Linked DNA regions of Oryctolagus cuniculus: region 2 is linked to region 1. Evidence: chromatin contacts called from public Hi-C data. All regions are on one chromosome and are shown on one strand. The core of a region is the stretch at or near the end of the contact, and the rest is flanking DNA. Distances in the headings are between cores, read along the strand shown. Region 1 holds the start of CHN2 (chimerin 2). Region 2 overlaps CHN2 (chimerin 2).

Region 1 (6,065 bases), core at 627-3,126:
TATACTTGTTGCTCAATTTGGGACAAGAAAGGTGTAGCTCGTGGGTCAGGGAGGAGCTGTTTCCCCTGGTAGAACAAATCACTGCTGATTAGCTGTCTCCTGATAAAAAGAAAGTTGCTTAAACTACAGGCAGGATCCTTCAGGCAGCAATTTACAATTGGTTGGGAACATGGACTTTGGGCCAGGAGCATTGTGGTTTTGTACATATCTCATTTAACCGTCACTTAACACACTCCCTTATCTGGGTTTTTTGTTGTTGTTGCAGGTGAGGCCCACCAAGTCAGTCATTTGCTAAAGATCTCACGGCTGGCAAGGGGACGACCCAGGGTGTGAACCCAGGTTTGTCTTCTTCAAAGCCGGAGGAGCAACACTCCTGCTGGGGTGCAGGGCCGAGCCATTGAAAGACCTGCAGGGATGCAGGCCAAGGCCACCTTCCATTAGGACCTGGGGAAGGGGGGAGTTCTGCTCCTAGAGAGAGGTCAAGGGCATGCAGCTCCCTGAAGGGTTCCCAGTGCAGTTGCACCAAGGCTGCCCGGCACAAAAGAGGGAGATGTTGGGAGAGGATGGAGGAAGCGACCAGGCAGCACGGCTTACAAGGTGCAAGCCGATGATGGCCTGAAAAACACGGTCCGAGGCCACTGGCAGGCACTGCCCGGCCCTGCGCGCTTCAGCAAGCCACACTTTAAAGAAGCAGCCTTACTGGGAAGACACACTGGCATCCTGCAGGGAACGCATATGGCCGACATCATCTGGGGAGCATGACATGGGTGCGTACTGTGATTACTTAACATTTATTATCCACACGGTGTTAGCTCCACGTGGACCCCCCCAGGACCTGGCTGCTGTTCCCCAGTCGCTTCCGCTAATTTTTAAATTGACTATGTCCTTTTAGCCGTGTTTTCAGAAATTGAGCCACCCCGACGTGAACACTTTCCATTTTGCTATATAATGAGAGCATTTTCGTTCCTTTAATGTTTGCTTTTCCCTTTGATCTACCAATTTCTGTTCAAATTTCACAGTTTTCTGTTGCTTCAGGATTCAAAGAACCGATTGCCCTGCTGGGAGCGTGAAACAGACTTAAAAAATCTGTGTGATACTTCCTCCCAGTGAAATTAATTGAGGTTTAAATGGGGGTGGGAGGAGGCACACACCTTGCACGGCAGTCTGTCTCACACCTGAGTGGTCCCTGGCCCTTAAAGGGTGCAGTCAGACCCTCTGCCAAGTCTCCGGGCTCTTGGGAGGCTCTTCTGCCCGACGTAGTCGGAGAATCTCTTTGACACTGGCTTTGTGTGAGCCCCAGTTAGCACACTCAGGACGTCCGTTTCTTTGAAGGCCACTCTCCGAAGCCCCGTTGCCCCGGCGGGCACAGTCCGTGCCTGGGATACTTAAGTGTAGCTGGAGTGGCTTCCGGGGTGTTTGGGGAGCTGGGCAGGGGTCTTCAGCTCCAGAAAAACAAAGGACAAATCTGGAAGGCAGTGGAAGGCGCGCTGCCCAGCCGCCCTGGCCATTCCTGAGCCCCTCGGCCCAGCCCCGCGTCCAGCGCGATCCCGCCCTCGCCCTCCGGGTCGCCGGGCGCCACCGCCTCCCCCTGCAGCCCCGCCCGGTCGCCTTCAGACCCCGCGAGCAGCGCTGGGCGCGGCAGCCGCGCCCCCGCCGGCCTCTCCAGCACCTCGGGGGCCGCTCCCACCCTCGGCTTCCCTCCCGCCAGCCCCCGAGGCAGGAGCTGTCAAGCCCGCGGCAGCTGAACCAGCCCGCGGCTCCGCTCCTTCCTTTGTGTGCGCGCGAGCCGGGCTGGGGCGGAGGGAGGAGGGGGAGGTCGCGCTGTCGGTGTGTCTCCCGCCGCCGGTGCCCGTGCAGCTCAGAGTACGGCCGCGGAGGCGGGAGCCCAGCCCGAGGGTGAGCGCAGGGCTGGCGGGGCGGCTCGGGGCCGCCGGCGCGCCCAGGTCCCAGCCGCGCGCGGGGTAGCGCCGACGGCCGTGACGCTCGGCCAGAGCCCCGACCCGCGCGCCCGGCCAGCCGACCCCCGTGCGCCCTGCGCTCGCACCTTCCTCTCCCAGGCCCCCCGAGAAAAGCGCGCAAAGGCGCGGAGAGGGACGGAAACCACAAATAAATAGCGGCGGCAGCAGCGCGTCATCTGGTGGAGCAGGAAGTGCAGGCAGAGTCCGGAGGCTCGTGCTTTCTGCGCGTCCCCAGCACTTTGCCATGGGCTGGGGGCCGCGGAGGCTGCGAGCGGCCGACCCAGGACAGCGGCGGCGGCGCCGGCAGCGCGGCTGAGCGAGCAGCGACGCGCGGGGCGCCCGAGATGGCTGCGTCCAGCAACTCCAGCCTGTCCGGCTCCTCGGTGTCCTCCGGTGAGTTCCAGCTCCGCGGGCGCGGCGGCCGTGCCGGGGCGCGCCCCCTGCCCTCGCCCCGCGCCCTGGCACGCCCCGAGCTACCTGTGGCGGGCCGGCGGCGCTCCACGGCGGGGCTGGCGTGCGGGGGGCACACTCGTTCGGCTGCCGGAGGGCCCCTCGGCGCCCACCGCACCTAGGCGCCGACAGCTGACAGAGCCGAGGCGGGCGGCGGTGGCGCCCTCCGTGTGCGGGCGCCGGGGTGCTGGGCTGCGGGCGCAGCAGGCGCGCGGCGAAAGGAGCCTGGCAACCTCGCGCTGGGTGGCGCCGCGGGAGTTGGGGGCCGGCGGGGCGGGGAAGCTTAGGGCGAAGCGGGGCGCCCCCGACCTGTTGGCGGCGCGGCGCCCGCCACCCTGGATACCCAAATCCCAAGGCGAGGGGCGCACACCCTGGCTCCTCGCAGACTTGGTTTTCTTTCTTTGTTTCAGAAATGAGCGCTGTGGAGACGCTCGCTTGAGGCACGGGTGGGAGGTCGCAGCGGGGTGGGCTGGTGTCCTGGTCTTGATGGAAGTGGGTTTGGGGAAGCGAGGTCGAACCCAGCTCCTGACTCGGCACCTTTACATTGTGTGTGTGTGTGTGTGTGTGTGTGTGTGTGTGTGTGTAGAGAGAGAGAGAGAGAGAGACTGACTGACTGACTCTCCTTGGACATTTCCTTAGGATACTCTGTAATTTTACTTTGAAGGCGAACATTTCACCCCTTTGCAGTGTGGCTGAGCAAAGGGAAGGCTTATTTGAGCCTTTCTACAGTTGATCAGCGGATCTAACTGGAGAAAAAATTAGCTAACGACTCTGAAGGAGTAGGAATCAATGGACAGACTCCGATTCCTGAGTATGACAGGTTTCTAATCAGAATGATGCATTAGGCAGGGCTCCCCGCGTCTGTGGTCACTGAGAACTCTAATGGCAAGCCCTGAAGGGCTGGCTGGTGTGTACCAGGCAGTATTGAAGGGGCAGGAAGGTCTTGAGTCCTAATGGAAGTGCTCGATGTGTTAATAACGTATTAAGCCCTGTTGTGGTCTTTTTATTGTTCCCAAATTAAACTCCAAGGCAGGGACGCCTTTTGGGAGGCATTGGCCAGCCAGCCAGGCATAAAAGGAGCCATATCTATAGACACGAAACTGATCAGACCTTACATGTGGGGTGAGTCTGACAGAGGCGCGATTGTGGTGTGGCTCCAGGTGATCATTGGAAAGCCATCTGTTATCTTTCTTTGGCAGGTGTCATTCCAGGGAAATGTCACTTCCTTTCTCCATCGCTGCCAACTAATCACAAACACAGCCTTGTGCGGTTCACAACCTAGTTCAAGTTTTTGCCAGTAGCAGCTAAGGGGGCAGAGCAGTCCTATCTTATTAAGCGCAGCAACAAGTCGACCGCCTGTGGTTTGAATTCTGAGAACTCAGCAAATGCTGCAGCTTATTTTTAGTACCCTCAAACCGCTGCTGCTGCTTCTCAATTCATTTTGGTTGACTAACATTGAACTTAAAACATAGTGATGTTGGCTGACTTGTTAGCGTATGGCTTTCCCGCCCTGAAAACTGCCCACGAGAAAATCAACTGGTGGAGGAGAGATGGCGAAGGGACGGTAGGAGCAGGAGAGAGAGGCACAAGTTGGCCGGCTGACTTACTGGGGCGCTAGTAACGCCGCCGTGCGGGGTGAGTTTTTGGATCCTCATGCAGCTTTACAGAACCAGATTGAAAGCCCTGACTCAGCCCTGGGAAGGATACCTTGCGTAGAAGCAGCAGGGTGCACGCCCTAGCTGATGGTGATGGCTTTCCAGATAGGACAGAGCTGCTAACCACGGTCCTCGCTCCTGCCTTGTGTTCCTCTGGGACAGAAACTGGGGAATTACGTGACGGCTGAAATTCCAAGAGTGGACATGATTGTGTTATTTGGAGCCCGTGAACTTACATTGCCTAATTCACTGATTAATCAGGCACTTTGGAAAAACATGGAATTGTGGTTCTCTGATTTAAGCACCCTTAGCATTGTGTGGATCATGAATAATTCAGAGGAGAGAAGCAATTCACACCTGGGAGGTGTTGGGCAGGCAAGAACAGAGGCTCTTTGTGGTGGCAGCTGGGCTGTCCCTGAGAAATTAGGGCCCTTCGTGCAGTGCATCTATTAATCACCACTTTCAAGGACCTACTGTGTGCCAGGGGTTAACATGTACGCTCCAACTTCAAGGAGGTTACGTGAGGATGTGGTGATTCTGGGTTTCCTTTTTTTTTTTTTTTTTGACAGGCAGAGTGGACAGTGAGAGACACAGAGAGAAAGGTCTTCCTTTTGCCGTTGGTTCACCCTCCAATGGCCGCCGCGGCCGGCGCGCTGTGGCTGGCTCACCGCGCTGATCTGAAGCCAGGAGCCAGGTGCTTCTCCTGGTCTCCCTTGCTGGTGCAGGGCCCAAGCACTTGGGCCATCCTCCACTGCACTCCCGGGCCACAGCAGAGAGCTGGCCTGGAAGAGGGGCAACCGGGACAGAATCCGGTGCCCCGACCGGGACTAGAATCTGGTGTGCTGGTGCCGCAGGTGGAGGATTAGCCCATTGAGCCACGGCGCCGGTCCTGGGTTTCCTTCTAGCTCTGGATTACTGGGATTAGTGTCTGAATTGTGGCTCCACGGCTGACCAAGTGAGTGTCTTGGGATGAGTTATGGACTTCGTGTTGCCTCACTTTGCTCATCTGTAAATGAAGCTAATGCTAACACAGGACCCACTTCACAGAAGAGTTGTGGGGATTAACGAGAGGATGTGTGAAGAGCATTGAGCACAGGGCCCCAGGCTTTTACTAAGTGCTTGGTGCCAATAAACTGAATTCTTTGGAGTAATGGAAAAGAAGGCACTCACTGGCTCAGTTAGGTGCAGAAATAAGCCCAACACCCATAACACCTGTCTCTTCCATCACACGTGAAATGTGATCTTGCCTTTTGGGCTTCGTTAAGCAGCTACTGAGTGTCTTCTGGGTTTCAGGTGTAGTCCTGAGTGCTTGGAGCAGAGAGGCCAATCAAGAGCCTTTCCCTTAGCCAGTAGCAGCTGAAGCGGACAAGCAGGTGGCAATGTATCTTCTAGTCTGATCGCATGAGCTCTGTGCAGGGGAAGGGGGTCAAGGCCTCAGTGGGGGGATCTGTGGCGGTGACATGATTCGGCCTCAAAGGATGAGCAGGAATTTTCCAGAAAGCAGCAAGAGCTTAGGTAAAAACGGGGTGATGGGGAAGCTTCTGGCCTTGTTGTGACTTTGCTGATGAGGCTGTTGATCCTGTCCCTGGGTGGTTGCCCCTTCCTGGACCGCTATGTCTAGAGGCCCAAGGACAGCATCATGCATGTCTGTTGAGGAAGCCAGTGGATGCACTGGGGCACTGAGCGCTCCTGAAGGAACCATGGGTCTGTAGCATCCGCATCCAGAGTGGGGGGCTCCACATGGGCTCATGCTCCCCTTGAGGAATAGCAGTGGGCGGTTCAGATCCAGTTGTGTTTGTGCAGAGTCAAGATCTAATAATTTACTCAGTGTTAGGCTCCAAGTTATCTGATTTTCCTGAGAATAGGTTCTCACTTGCTGTTGTTTAACTACATCACCCAAGTGTGTCATTTATTCTGCGCTACCAACTGAGACATAACAAATGAGATAATCAGGTTAAAATTAATTTAAAAATACATTTTCTGAGAAGGCTTTAGAAATTTT
Region 2 (6,079 bases), core at 522-3,021, 49 kb after region 1:
TGGCATGCTGAGCACCTTAGATAAGTTATTTCTACAGCTATAGAGGGCTGGATTCAGGTGAGGAGACCTTTCGGGAGAATACATAGCCCTGTGGTCCGAGAGCACTGCAGTTTCTCGTGGATGGCTGTCTGCGTGTGTTCAGAGCGGTCTTGGATACACACAGGTACAGGTTTAAAAGCTAAACTCCTGTAGTGAGAGCCTCTGAGTGCAGTGTGGGAAATTCTGTCGCTCTGACTTTCCTCCTGGAAGAGGAAAAGAAAGGACGAGTGAAAGATCAGGTCTTCCTACAAGGAAAGAGGAATTGCAGTTCTCCAGGTGAACGCTTGCCTTTGTCTTTCATGGGAAGTAAAGTTAACCCTTACACGTGTGTTACAAAATATTCCCACAGGGAGGGGAACAAGCGCATTTTTATTAATCCCTGTGTTATTTATTCAAGGAACAAGCAAGGAAACAAATACAATGGGGGACATATTTGTGATCATTTAAAATAAACATATTGTGTGTGTGTTCTGAGAGGTGGCTTGCTCGTAATTAAATTCCATTTTTACATAATCAGTTAATTAGTTTTAGATATATGGGATGGGGAGGAAATTACTTTTTAGAAAATGGGACTTTTTTGGTAAATATTATGGAGAAACCACAAGAACAAAAAAACTTGTAAAATATGGTGACTTCTGTTCCCGTGAGTCATATCTCATGGGGTGAATCTCAGGATATTTCCCATTCGTTCTGGGCCCATCAAAGTCCACCTCACACAAGTGCATTTCACTTTGGGTTGCAGGTGTAATCCTGAAGTGTTGGATACCAGTCAAAATTTCCTATATTCAATCACTTAAAGAATGCAGATAAAACCTTTTTTTTTCTTTTAAAAGGGATTCCATGGAGAGTCTTTCTGGGGGAAATGAGCAAAATAGTTTATATGAGGATGTCTCAGATTACCTATTTTTGACATTCAGGTTTTAATATGCCAGTTAACCATCACGCAGGCATTGTTTTGTTTGTATAAGTGATATAATGTTACTTTGTATATGTTACACTGATTCTGTATTAGAAGGATCTTAAAGTAGTCCAGAAATTTGCTTGTGAAATATGTGCCAGTATCTGTTATCACTTCTTGGGGTGAAACAAATTCGAACAGAGAAGCAAGACTCTTCCCCAAGCCTCAAGGCTATGGAGGGAAGAGAATCCAAAATTCCCACACTTGCTACTCCTGTGCTTGCCAATAGAGCTCCTTAATCTCCAATTCTATCATTTAAATAAGTCTGGGGCTAATTGCAGTTCATCTCGATTGCAGATCTATTTATAGGCGCCAGCGTGCACCCAAGTGGGGCCAGCAGTCAGGACCCGGCAGCCCTGAACATTCAGTGCCTCTTTAAAAAAAAGTCGCCCTGTGTAACAGCTCGCTGGATTGTTCTATTGTTAATGCTAAGGAGGGGACTTCCTGACTTTTTTTCTCCATTTTTGTTTAGTGATTTCTAAACTGAAAAGGAAACACTGCGTGGTGCTTAATTTTAAGTCTGTAGTTAATATGTTATTTTCTTCCCCCTCCCCCCCACTCTCCCCTCTGCCCGCCATCCTCCAGCGTGGTGTGACCACGGATTTGAGGACTCTGAGCAGTGCAGGGTTCCCCCTCTATTTTCTGTTGTAGTTTTGATGTGAAAGATAAACTGCTGTGGAGTGAACGTGGCAGACGAAGCAGGGGTGGCTGCAGTTAGCCGGACTTGTCTGCTGGAGACTAAATGCCTGAGCTCACGCAGGCAAACAGGTTGTCGCTCACCAGGGGGATGCACTCATGGGATGACTTTGTGGGTGACTGGGGCCTCCCTTGGTCACTTCTGCTATTCTGTGTAAAAACTTCAAGCTTTTTTTTTTTTTAATTAAATAATTTGAAAGGCAGAGAGATCATCCAGCCACTATTTCATTCCCTAAGTGCCTGCCACAGCCATGGCTGGGTCAGACGAGGAAGCCAGGAGTGAAGGAACTCCATCCAGGTCTCCCATGTGCTTGGCAGAGACCCAGCTACTTGAGTCATCACCTCACCTGCTGCCTCCCGGGGTGCACATTAGCAGGAAGCTGGAATTGGAGTTCGAGCCAGGACCTGAACCCAGGCACTCCCATGTGGGATGCAGGCATCCTGACTGCTGAGCCAAAGGTCCATCCCTCAAAGCAGTAATTTTCCTATCAAGGCAGCAAAGCTGAGGGCTGATGGGTTCCATTTCTGGGAGCAGCGCCACCTGTTGGTGGGGCGTGGCACACTGTTGAGGGTTGAGTCTGGACTCCCTGATCTGAGAGATGACTCCCTGGGGTGAAGGACGAGGAGGGAGTGTAGGAGCCGCACGTTGTCATTTCTGGTGTGGGGGTTGCAGATCCAGACTGATAATCGGGAAGCCAAGGTTTTCATCCCAGGTCTGTCCATAAGGAGCCACATGACCTTGAGAAAGACAATTTCCTTAGGCCCGGTGCTCTGGTCTTTTAGAGGGGAGTAAATCTTGACTCTCTAGTCTACAAGCAATTTCCCAGCCTTGCGTTCTATGCCCTCAGGCCATACCACTTGTGGCTGTCACTTTTCGTGAGACAGGTGCTGAACCTTCATCTTGACCTTCAGGTCTCTCTCGGTCTGACCTTGCACCACTTTTCAGGCCCTGTCTTCAGTTTTCTGCACAGGCCTTGACCATGCTGCACACTTCCCTGCTCGGTCGCTCTTCTTTGATAGGCAAATGCTTTACACGCAGTGCCTGTGGCCTCCCTTCTTCTCTGCTTACTACAGTCCTGCCCACCCTGTCTTTGAAAGACTCTGAGCCTCATAGATCTCCTTCTCCTGTGAGCCCTTTGTACTCTATGACCAATAGATTGAATACATTTCTATCAGGCTGTCCCTACTGTGTTTGTCAATTCACAGTGGGCAGGCTCTGTGTTTCAGGCCTCCATAGTCTATAGACTGTCTTCAGGGTCCAATCAGGCTAGCGAAATGTTGTAAACCTTTCTTTGAAGAGCAAAAGATAAGCCCAAGGAGCAATGATAGAAATAAAAAGGCAAGGAGGTTCATTTAGGCCAATAAATACTTATCTCCATTGAATCTGAGAACAGCAGGATGGCTTAGTGGGGACCAGGAAGAGTAAGACATGGTCTCTTGTCTTCAAGGAGCTTCATCATCGTCATCAGCATCATCCTGATACTTTTGTTGCATTGGTCCATCTCCCATTGCTCTAACAAAATACCCAAGAGTAGGTAATGTATAAAGAGGTTTCTTTAGCTCACAGTGTTGGAGGATGGGAGTCCAGGATCAGGCAGTCCCATTGGTTTTTGGCCCCTGGTGGGAGCCTCACATCAGGTGGCATCACAACAGTGGGAGTGCATGAGGCAGAGAGGCCAGCTTGTTCTCTTAGGAGCTAACGGGGGTCACAAGAACTACATTAATCCCTAACAAGGGCAGTGGCCCGCTGGCCTGACCACCTTCCACTTGGCCCCAAACCTCTCATATCCCCACACTGCTGTTGAATCTTTGGGGGCCAGGCTGCGTCTAAATGGTAGCATTGATTGAAGGCAGACTTTGTGCACATTCTACATTCCTAGAGCAATTCTGCAAGGTGTCATCGCCTCTCTCTGATGGGTGGTGAAGCTGAGTCCCTGGGAGATGGAGGGTCTTGCCCAAGGCCACATAGCTGGTAAGTGGACGCTCAGAGCCTGAGCCAAGTGCTGGAGTGACGCTGCCTGTCCAGTGGAGGCGGATGACAAAGACTGACAGTTTCCCTGCGTGGTCTCTATTTTCACATTCCCAAGCTTTTGCTTCTGCTGTTCTGGCCGCTTGGAACCCTTCACCTTCCACGCCTCTTAGTTCATGGAAGGGTTTCCCCTGCGTCAGCTGTGAGCATCTCGGATAGCTCCTGCTTGAAGCCGCGGCTGCTTTCCTCTTCCATCATGGCCCCTGGTAACACATGGGGCTCTGTGCACATGCCCGGATTGATGGCACTCGTGCCAACTTCATCTCTTTCTCCATCGGGAAGTTTCTAAGGCTGAGGTAAGACATCTCATGAAACGTGGCTGGAGAACTTTGTTCATTTCACAAACACCCATGCAGCACTTGGCAAGGCCTTGGTAGCATACAGAGGAAGACTCCTAGCACACAACTTACTCCCATTTGCTCAGAGAGGGACAGGTGACACCCTGGTGAGGTCATCATCTAGGATTCATGTTTCAGGGACAGAATCACTTCCTGCCTTGGGCAGAAGCACAGAGGTGCTCAGAGGTCAGTGTCCCTCTCCTGGTTCGGGTCCACACAGCCCACAAGAATGTGGGAAGATGGGCCCTGGTGTGGAGTGGACAGAGTCTCAGAGACTGTTCACTGCAGGAGTTGCTACACTAGAACAGGCTTTTGGGAAGGACACCGAAGCTGCTTTATGGGGTCAAACCAAGGCCATGATAGGCATCATTTCTATTCATTGGTTAATATATTCTTTGATTAGCATGATCTGTTTATCTTTCACGGCAGCCGTTGAGCACCTGCTTGCAGGTGCCCTGGTGACAAAGATAAGGCAGCACCATGGCTGACAAGTAGCTCACATGGCTTAAATGCACATCTTAGTCCATTTCCACCAATAGGACAGACTAGCATGAACTGGGTTCCTACAAGCAGTAGGAGTAGAAATTTATGTCTCATGATTCGGGAGACTACTGAGTCCAAGAGCAGTGAGGGCCTGATGGGTGGTCGTCTTCTCACTGTAGCCTCTGATGGTGGAATGGATGAAGGAGTTCTAGAGTACCAACCCCATGCTCTCATTGGCTCTGCTCTCTTAACCTAATCATCCAGGGCCTCCACCCCATAACCCCATCACCTTGAAGGTTAGGATTGTAACAGGTGAAACTGAGCGGGGACTAGGGGGGGCCCTCTTGCAACCCCTGTATGTGCTGATACTGTTACAGACCAGAGGGAAACAGCATCTGCCATGCCTAGGGGCTTCAGAAACTATTTCATGGAAGTGGTAGCATGTTTACCAGCACTTGGATGATGAATGGGATTTTACTAGGCCAGAAAGGAGGCAGGGCCCTCCGGGAAGAGGGACCAGTGAACAGAGATAACTCGACAGAGCAGTTTGATGCAGGTGGAGCTTGGAGAATGCAGATCTGAGCTATAGGCAGAAGCACAGATTTTGGATTTTCCGATTTCAGTAATGCAGTATTTATGCAATAGCACAGCCATCCAAAGATGCCGGAACAGGCCTGCTCTGGTTGCCTCCTTCTACTACTCTGTCATTTGGGGAAGTTGCTGGCCAGCATCCTCTGCAGATGCAAGGGCCTGCTTGGCCAGTGGCCACAGGCGTCCCCAGCCTTCTGCCCACAGCCAGCCTCACCTGCTGCCTGAGCCCCGCTTGCCAGGGACCTCATGCACAGGGTCTCCTCTGCACCCCTGCATTACGTGGTGCCTGTGCCATGGCCTGGAAGGGGCCAGCACTTGTTTGTTCTTTCCTCTTACACAGATTGTCAACCCCTGGGTTACAGAACAACGAACAAACAAACAAAAAGGCTCACTGTGCCTGCTGTCGCCTCACAAGACCTGACCTTTCGGGAGCCGGTCTTGACCTTCATCGTTCACAGCCGGATCCCTTGGGACACGAGTGTTGACACTGTGCTATTGTTTCCTCCGCGCTTTCCCTTTCTGTGGCTTGGCTTTCTTATTAAAAACGAAACAAAGCAAAGCAAAAGTCAAACAAATCACTAGGGGCTCTCGGCTCCTTATCCTCAGGTGGTCCTTGTGTGTGGAGCTGTGTGCGCGCTTGGCCAGGGTCAGGTGTTGATGTCTGAGAAAGGCTCAGACGCCACGCAGGGGCCTGGCTGGGGGTGGGGTGGAGTCTGGGCTTGGGCTGGCGTCCAATGCTGTGCACTGCAGGCTTGGATCTCACACTCGCAGGGATGGGAGGAAGTATGGCCAGGCGGCTGAAGGATAGGGTCCAGCGTCTCGGGGAGGAAGTCCCACTGCACACAGTGACCCCAGAGGCCAGGAAGAAGTGGCCTCTGATGTCCCACCAGAGACCCGAGCTCTAGACTGGCCACCTGGGACACTGGCCTGCCTTGGGCCTGCTCC

What was found. A called contact is a pair of places that touch in the nucleus more often than the background predicts.
Region 2: a Hi-C map of an unstated tissue shows a contact between it and region 1, with 2.2 times the contacts expected there. The contact joins the enhancer-like site here to the promoter of CHN2 in region 1. A contact is called at or near these places in 2 of 6 Hi-C or Micro-C datasets (skin fibroblasts and an unstated tissue).

The regions. Positions count from the first base shown.
Region 1 is chr16:20,755,861-20,761,925 of mOryCun1.1, forward strand. CHN2 (chimerin 2) reads left to right here and starts at 1,877. Exons shown (of 13, transcript XM_070059690.1): 1 at 1,877-2,351. The coding sequence starts at 2,303.
Region 2 is chr16:20,804,695-20,810,773 of mOryCun1.1, forward strand. All of the region lies in intron 1 of CHN2 (chimerin 2), which reads left to right. Among named protein-coding and RNA genes, the nearest start is that of CHN2, 50 kb to the left of the region's middle. Within about 2 kb of position 1,772, at least 1 of the 8 cell types and tissues checked has an H3K27ac peak or open chromatin away from gene starts, as enhancers often do.